Regions from separate parts of the Mus musculus genome. Here region 2 is linked to region 1. Evidence: chromatin contacts called from public HiChIP or PLAC-seq data. All regions are on one chromosome and are shown on one strand. The core of a region is the stretch at or near the end of the contact, and the rest is flanking DNA. Distances in the headings are between cores, read along the strand shown. Region 1 overlaps Jmjd1c (jumonji domain containing 1C). Region 2 overlaps Gm40681 (a long non-coding RNA gene).

Region 1 (4,113 bases), core at 721-3,220:
CAGGAGACTGGAGAGAGACTGAACAAATACAAGGAGGAACATCGTCGGATTCTTCAGGAGAGTATTGATGTGGCTCCATTTACAACCAAAATCAAGGGTCATGAGGTTGAAAGAGAGAATTACTCCAGAGTAGTACCATCATCTTCTAGTCCTAAAAGCCATGCTATCAAACAAGATAAAGACGTAGACCGCTCCGTGTCAGAGATTTATAAGATGAAGCACTCAGTGCCTCAGAGTTTGCCCCAGAGTAACTACTTCACTACTTTATCTAATAGTGTGGTCAATGAGCCACCAAGATCCTACCCATCCAAAGAAGTTTCCAACATTTACACTGAGAAACAAAATAATAACCTTTCTGCAACAGCCAATCCTCAAACTCATTCTTTTATATCATCTCTTTCGAAGCCTCCACCTTTGATTAAACACCAACCAGAAAGTGAAAGTTTAGTGGGCAAGATACCAGACCATCTTCCCCATCAGAGTGCATCTCACTCAGTAACAACGTTCAGAAGTGATTGTCGGAGCCCTACCCATCTGACTGTTTCTTCTACTAATGCACTCCGCAGCATGCCTGCTCTGCACAGGGCACCAGTATTCCATCCACCAATCCACCACAGTTTGGAAAGAAAGGAAAGCAGCTACAGTAGCCTTTCCCCTCCAACACTGACACCGGTGATGCCAGTAAATGCTGGTGGCAAAGTTCAAGAATCTCAGAAGCCTCCAACTCTAATTCCTGAGCCAAAAGACTCTCAGTCAAATTTTAAGAATTCTTCTGATCAGAGTCTAACGGAAATGTGGAGATCTAATAACAACCTCAACAGAGAGAAAGCTGAGTGGCCCGTGGAAAAGAGTAGTGGAAAGTCCCAGGCTGCTGTGGCATCTGTCATTGTTCGTCCACCTTCTAGTACAAAAGTTGATAGTGTGCCATCTGTACCATTAGCTTCCAAAGATCGAGTTTGTGAAAGATCTTCATCTGGGGCAAATAAAACAGATTACCTCAAACCAGAAGCCGGAGAGACTGGAAGAATTATTCTACCAAATGTGAATTTAGAAAGTGCTCATGTGAAATCTGAAAAAAACTTTGAAGCTGTCTCCCAGGGCAACGTTCCTGTTTCAGTCATGTCTGCTGTAAATGTAGTCTCTACTACCAAAGCAGATGTGTTCACATCTGCTGCCACTACCACCAGTGTCTCCAGCTTGAGTAGTGCAGAAACAAGTTATTCTTTATCAAATACCATTTCGGCCTCTACACCCTTCGAATGTACTTCTTCAAAAAGTGTTGTTAGTCAGGCAGTGGCGCAAGCAAAGGACTGCACAGTCAGCACCGCGGTTCCAGGCACTCTGGCCTGTAGTAAGACAGGAAGTGCTGTTCAGCCCGGCTCTGGCTTCTCAGGCACAACTGATTTTATTCATTTAAAAAAGCACAAGGCAGCGTTGGCTGCAGCTCAGTTTAAAAATAGTAGTGTCAGTGAGGCTGAACTTAATACTGTGAGAAATCAGACAGTGGCAGCCTCTCTTCCCCTGGATAGCACCATGACCTGCACTGCAAGTAACAAAGCAATCTCTGTAGGAAATGGGCCAGCAGCCCAGTCCAGTCAGCCCAACTACCACACTAAACTGAAGAAGGCCTGGCTCACCAGACATTCAGAAGAAGATAAAAATACTAATAAAATGGAAAATTCAGGGAATTCTGTATCCGAAATTATTAAGCCATGTTCTGTCAACTTAATAGCCTCTACATCTAATGATATAGAAAATCGTGCAGATGGCAGAGTCGCTGTAGATAAATATGGAAGAGATGAGAAAGTCAGCAGGAGAAAAGCCAAAAGAACTTACGAATCTGGCTCTGAAAGTGGAGACTCAGATGAGAGCGAAAGCAAGTCGGAGCAGAGGACTAAACGGCAGCCGAAGCCAACTTATAAAAAGAAGCAGAACGACCTGCAGAAGAGGAAAGGCGAGGTCGAAGAGGACTCGAAGCCTAATGGAGTTCTCAGCAGGAGCGCCAAGGACAAAAGTAAACTGAAGTTGCAGAACAGTAATAGCGGTGAGTAAATACATTGATTTATCGCAAATAAAATGGGCCACGGGTCCTCGCAGTAAGGATGTGGCTCCATGGGATGTAGTTGTGAATTTCCTTTCTGCCTTTCCTGTCTCCCCACAAGAGGAAAAGATTAGATCCCCGATCTTGAGAGATGTTTTCACCTGACATTTGTTGTAGGAAAGACAGTACAGTGTGAAGTTTAGAAATTGATCTTTTCCTAGAAATGTCAAAATACAGCTTTGATTATTACACCAGAAAAGAACTGTACTTCTGATACTAAAGTATTTAGCTGAGACCTGATCTCATTCGAGAAGTAGTTCCTGTTTAGCTGTAAGCACAGTACTGAGGAGCAGTGTGATGTGGTCCGTCTCACCCTAACCATGTAACAAAGCTGGGAGTTTAGGGAGATTTCCTAAATCATTTTTGCTTAAATTTACTTTATGAGCTGAAATTGTGACCGAATTTTAGAATGTTTACAATATACTTGTTGATGTATACACTAGTGAGTCCCCTACACTCTATAATTAATTTCTGTATCCCAAAGTGCATTTATGGTGTTGACATTGAGAAATCAAGGGTTCGCATGTATTTATGTGACTTTAATGTCTTGCTCCCGAGTTCTCTTCACTAGGGCAGCTGTTTTTGAATTTGTTAACCAAGATCTAGGTCTTCAAGGCTCTCACTGTATAAAAGGAGCGGTGTTAGGTAATGTATGTTAGTAGGGTTTTATTCACAGACCTATACATTTTAGATACATTGCCAATAAATTAGACAGTTTGAATTAAAGGATGATGCCTTATTTAAAGCAGATAGTATTATTAAATTACTAGAAGAAATTTACTAATATCAAGTATGGCCTAGTATAGAAGAATTAATAGTATCAAAAGCCCTTCAATAAGTTACCTTTGTAATTCATTCACTTCTTTAAAAAAAAAAAAAAAACCCTTCAGAAGTGCCTATTTTGTTATCACATAATTAAGAATTGGTTTCACGTATATCATTTTGAAAAATTCATAGTACTTTTTAAGTTATTACAATCCGTGTTATGAAGTTTCACATTCTAAACTGCTCCCATCATATAGAATTAAAAGTATATTGGTCAAAGTTAATTCCCAGTTTAAAAGAAATAGAAACAGGATTGCATTTAGTTTTCTCTAGTGTAATCAATTTAGAAGTAAATGATTGAAGAAAGTGTGCGAAATAATGTCTCATCAGTGGTGTGATATGTGTTGTTCATTCTAACACCCTTTAATAAAGTCCAGAGGAAAGATCTCTTGTATGCATTGGAAAAGAAGCGCCTTTTCATTAGTTTATGTGCATGGGTGTTTTCCTGCTTGAATTAAGTGTGCATTATGTGTATGTCTGGTGCCGTGGAGGCCAGAAAATAGCATTAGATCTCCAGGGGCTGGAATTGAAGTTATAGGCATTGGGGATTGAACCTTGGTCTTCTGGAAGAGCAGCCAGTGGTATTGACTAGAAAGCCATCTCTGCAACCCTAGAAACATCTTTATACCAGTCGTTATGCCATAACTGGCATGTGCTGTGTGCCTGAGCATATGTGATTACTGGGTGGTCTCTAGCCCATGATAAAGACTAAAAAGGAGGGAACAATTGTAAAGAATAAAGAAGCAGGCAGCAATCCTAAATATATTTTAGTCTATAATATATTTTATATTTTAATCTAGCCCTAAACAATACTACCTATTGGAGAGTGGTGTGTGTGCACGTCTGTGTGTGTATGTGTGATTATACTACTCACACTATCAATAACTAGGTATTAGTGGGAAATCTGGATAGGAATTCTGTTCTCAGCTTTGGTAAGATATATTTGGTTTCAGAACCTGTGTGTCTTTGATACAATTGGAAAGGATTTGAAAGGAAGGACAGCAAATATTTATTCTTGAGTTACAAATAGTGGGCTGTACATCAAATCTCTGTGATTGAGAGGATGGTAAAAGACACAGGGTAAGGAAGTACATCTGCTGGCTGCGGAGCTCGTTCTTAAACGAATACCTTTTAGGTATTTAGGTGGAAGTGCAGTTATCTGTATGCTTTGTTGACTCTCCTGGCCT
Region 2 (4,113 bases), core at 69-2,568, 530 kb after region 1:
TGTCGCAATCAATTGTTCTGTGCCGTGGCTTTCCCTTCTGTAAGATGGACACAGTCTGTAACACCAATGCCTTGACTATAGCAGTGAGTGGCAGAGACGCCCAAGGTACACAGAACATGGCCAGCACTAAACAGTCTTCAGGATTGTTTAAGTCACTCTGTAACCAACACAGCCTTCAGACCTCTTTTTCTCTGGCCCACAGAATGGATAGACGTTGATTAGATAATGATTTATTAGGTACAGATTCAGTAGCTTGCTGTAAATGCCATTTCTCAGTGTATTATAGATAACCAGACACCATGCTACCTGAGGCTATAGCACACACTTGCAAATTCAGGAAGTGTGCATGCCTTGCTTTAATGCTAATGCCTCATTACCTAACAGGTAGGAAGGGCTAACTCTTGGTTAAGTATTTTTGAACACATACACACACAGAAAGACAGACAGGCAACACACAGACACACAAACACACAGACACACATATACACATACACATACACATACACATACACATACACATACACATACACATACATATACATATGTGTGTACATATATATATATATATATATATATATATATATATATATATATCATGCATGCACATATACACACACAGAAACACACACACATAGAGACAGAAATACACACGCACATACCCCACACACAGAGAAATATACGTGTGCACACACACACTTTGGCATAACAGCCTTTTTAATTGAGCATCTTCACGAGAAGGAGTTCACAACTGTCTGTTTCTATTAAGATTTTTCTGTTGATTGTTGGCATTTAATTTGACTATAGAATCCAAATCTATTCCTCATCAGGTTTTAAAATCCTCATTCAACTTCTCCATATAGAGAAAACACTAGTCCAAACTTGACAATAATAATAATAATAATAATAATAATAATAATAGCAAGATTCTCAATCATGTTCCATTGTTGTGGAGCCTGCTAGCATGCACACACATATGCTGGCACTTTTGTGGTGTGATTGGAGCCTCTGGTGACTTGGAATGTAAGTTCCTCAGACAATCGTTCAACCATCACGGCTTCAACCCTTTGGATCCTGAAGAGCTTTCCACAGCTCCCACATATTTCTGACTTGACGGCACTCATAGGCAGCAGCCGCCTCTGTTTTTAATTGGCCCTTTGGTGAGGATGAAGCTGGGCAGGATTAACAGTCACAGGCTGGATCCTGAAGGGGGAGATGTGTTTGGAGGATGGGGGTCACAGAAATCGAGCCTCACCTACTACATACAGCAGAAGGCCAGACACAGCCCAGGTCCACACCCAGCCTCTCCTCCTCAGGATGTTGCTCAACATCCCTTGGGGGAAGGGATGGGGGTGGAGGACAGGCAGTGGCTAATTTAACATAATCAACATGTAATAAACTCCATTTTGCTTTTAAAGTAACAAAAAGAGAAGGAAAAAAAATCCCTTAGTGTAGTTTCTAGACTTTTCAGTCGTAGCAGGAAATGGTGCCAGGGGAAGTTGAATTTGCAAGGCCCCACTCAGCTGGAACGCCTCCCACCCCCACCCCCATCTTCTCCAGATTGAAGATCTTCAATTCCAATTTCAGTATCTCTCCTTTCTCTCTCCCCCTCTTCCACCCCTCCCCCTCTTCCTTTCCTGTTTCTCCCTCTCCTTTTTCTTCCCCGTCCCCCTCCCCCCTTTTATTATGATCTTCTTGGAGTTCCAGTAAAAAGTAATAAATCCTCTCTTGGGGCAGGGGAGGGGTGCAGGATCGCATTTTGCTTGTGACCCCTGGTGATATCCTCACCTCTTAAAAAAGGGGGGGGGGTTCATGGGTCCAAGTTAGTCATCTCTGTTCCTTAGCCAGTCGGATGTATTAAGTTGTCATCTTCATAATTCTTATGTCACCAAAAACCTTCCATGGGCTCAGGAGAAGGGAGCTTCTTTCTGAGACCCTTGAGGTCATGGTAATTAAATCCAGTCAAACTCTCTGCCAGGCACAGTGCAAAATGAACTGGACTCCACATCACACAGAGAATCGGGTTTGTTATAAGAGATGTGGGTCCCGTCATGCCTCCTCCTTCCAAGTCCTAGAACACAGCTCCTTACACTATAGATCAAATCACTAAACACGGAGGTCACGAAAAGCCAAGGAAACCGTAAAAGGGAAGGGTTTCTGAACTCACTGACAACCGAAAATTAATTCCGTATCAAACCCACAAGCAAACCAAGGTGCGTCACATGATTTCGCCACAGCACACGGTTCAGAGCCCTGCTCCCAGCACGGCTCCCGGGACACATTAAGGAACACTGCACAGAATATCTCAGCTCAGGTTCAAGTCCACTCTGCTGTTTTAATGTGCATATCATTTTCTATTCTTATAGTAACATTTCCTGGCCAAACAAACAAATAAACCAACCTTAATATTTTCCCACCAGCATAACTTAGAATGTATCAAATCAGCTTGTCTTTGAGTTGTATTATGTGATAACATTTAATTCAGAAAAAAAAGAAAAAACTACTGTTCTAAGTTGCTGGCTGGCTTTAGTTTTGTGAAAACAAGTTTTCAATGAATTTTGGCTTGAGATTAGGGTACAATTGAAAACAATGTCTGAAAGGACCCTGATCATATGTCTGCCACTTTTGTAGTATGAATTTATGCGGGGTGGTATTCTCAGCATTGAAGATTATGAAGTCAAATGACCTATGAACTCTGAAAAACACTGAAGATGCTCTATAGAAATACTCTGCGGTATCAGACATTCAGCCAAGATTTAGTCCTTTATGTAAAAATAGACATACATGTTCACCAAGTTGGTATGCAAATTTGCTTTCATGTTTAATGAGTGGCAAAATTCTATATGTATCAAATAACAGTTTTAAATTAAATTGCTTATTTAGTTAGTAAATAAATTCTGATTATCATGCCCATTTTCTATGCCCATGTACCTGAGTTCATATAAACATTTCTTAAATGGAAGCCTTCTTGGTCTAGAATATTAACTCTGTGGCAGCCACCCAGCCAGATGTTGCCACATGTAGGGAAGAAGGCATAGCTCTGCTCTGGAAGGACTCAAAGTCTGACTAGGGGAAGCAAGTTCCATCTTGCTTCATAACGTCATTCACAAGCTCAGTTCTTCAAGCAACACACAATTCGTTCTCCCACGGATTTCCTTTCAAGCAGAATCAAAATTTATTTAGACACGTTTTGAATATAGATCTTTTACATACGAGTCAATAGAGGGACACTCATGGAGAGGATAAGAAAGGTCCATATGTAGGTATTGGTTTCTCAAGGGAGTTATTCTCCAATGGCTTCGCTGGACAGATCATCTTGGTCCAGCTTCCTTGGGTGTCCCTGAATCAAGGTGTCTCACGAGACTGCAGTCAAGACATTAGCCAAGACTCTCATCCTCCAAGACTAAGATGAGGCTGAAGAGTGTGTTTTGAGATTATGTGAATGCCTCACTCTGTGGGCCTCTCTATAGACAGCCTAACTGTGCTCTTGACATGAGAGGACTGACCCAAGAGAGAAGTAGATGGTGCCCAGCATCAAAGCAACAGGCATTTAAAGCTTGGCCTTCTAAGTAGCATCCTTCATTTTTCAAGCTGCTTGGACCAGGAGGTACTCAAGGAGATGAGAGTGTATGGGAATTCCAGGTGTGAACACCAGGTGTGAATCCCTGAAAGCAGAGATGATCATCTTACAATCTGCCCATTGAACTTGTAGGCAGCATTCCAGCAGAAATGCTCTAGAGGGGCTTTGGCTCAATGGCCACTGGAACAGAGAGAGTCTCTTCAGTAGCTCAGAGAGATTAAGTGAGTTCCAGGACAGCCAGAGCTACACAGAGAAACCCTGTCTTGAAAAACCAAAAATAAAAAAAATTGTACTTGGAAGATGGGTAAAGCTTGCTTTTGGTTCTGAGGAAGAGAGTGGGTACAGAGTGTCATAGAGCATGTAGGTCTGCTCCATAGGACATGCTGGCATAACCTTCATTTTGACGATAGTTATGGTGCATCTTGCTAGCTAATGAAAGACTTGAAGGTACTCTGAGGGGCCCAAAGCAAGTCATTGAGTCCTTAAAACACATGCATGGGTTTGTCTAACGCATTGAGCTCATCCTATCCCTCTCC

The links. HiChIP or PLAC-seq counts read pairs in DNA pulled down with a chosen protein or histone mark.
Region 2: a contact with region 1 is called in an H3K27ac HiChIP or PLAC-seq map of acute myeloid leukemia, with 2.1 times the contacts expected there. The contact joins two enhancer-like sites. A contact is called at or near these places in 1 of 39 promoter capture datasets (the C10 cell line), 2 of 115 datasets of contacts at active chromatin or transcription factors (acute myeloid leukemia and microglia) and 1 of 9 other capture datasets (embryonic stem cells).

The regions. Positions count from the first base shown.
Region 1 is chr10:67,224,876-67,228,988 of GRCm38.p6, forward strand. It overlaps Jmjd1c (jumonji domain containing 1C), which reads left to right. Exons shown (of 26, transcript NM_207221.3): 10 at 1-2,041. Among named protein-coding and RNA genes, the nearest start is that of Nrbf2, 58 kb to the right of the region's middle. Within about 2 kb of position 1,971, at least 105 of the 459 cell types and tissues checked have an H3K27ac peak or open chromatin away from gene starts, as enhancers often do. A contact at or near this core is called in acute myeloid leukemia, where this site is marked.
Region 2 is chr10:67,759,308-67,763,420 of GRCm38.p6, forward strand. All of the region lies in intron 1 of Gm40681 (a long non-coding RNA gene), which reads right to left. Among named protein-coding and RNA genes, the nearest start is that of Gm40681, 17 kb to the right of the region's middle. Within about 2 kb of position 1,319, at least 38 of the 459 cell types and tissues checked have an H3K27ac peak or open chromatin away from gene starts, as enhancers often do. A contact at or near this core is called in acute myeloid leukemia, where this site is marked.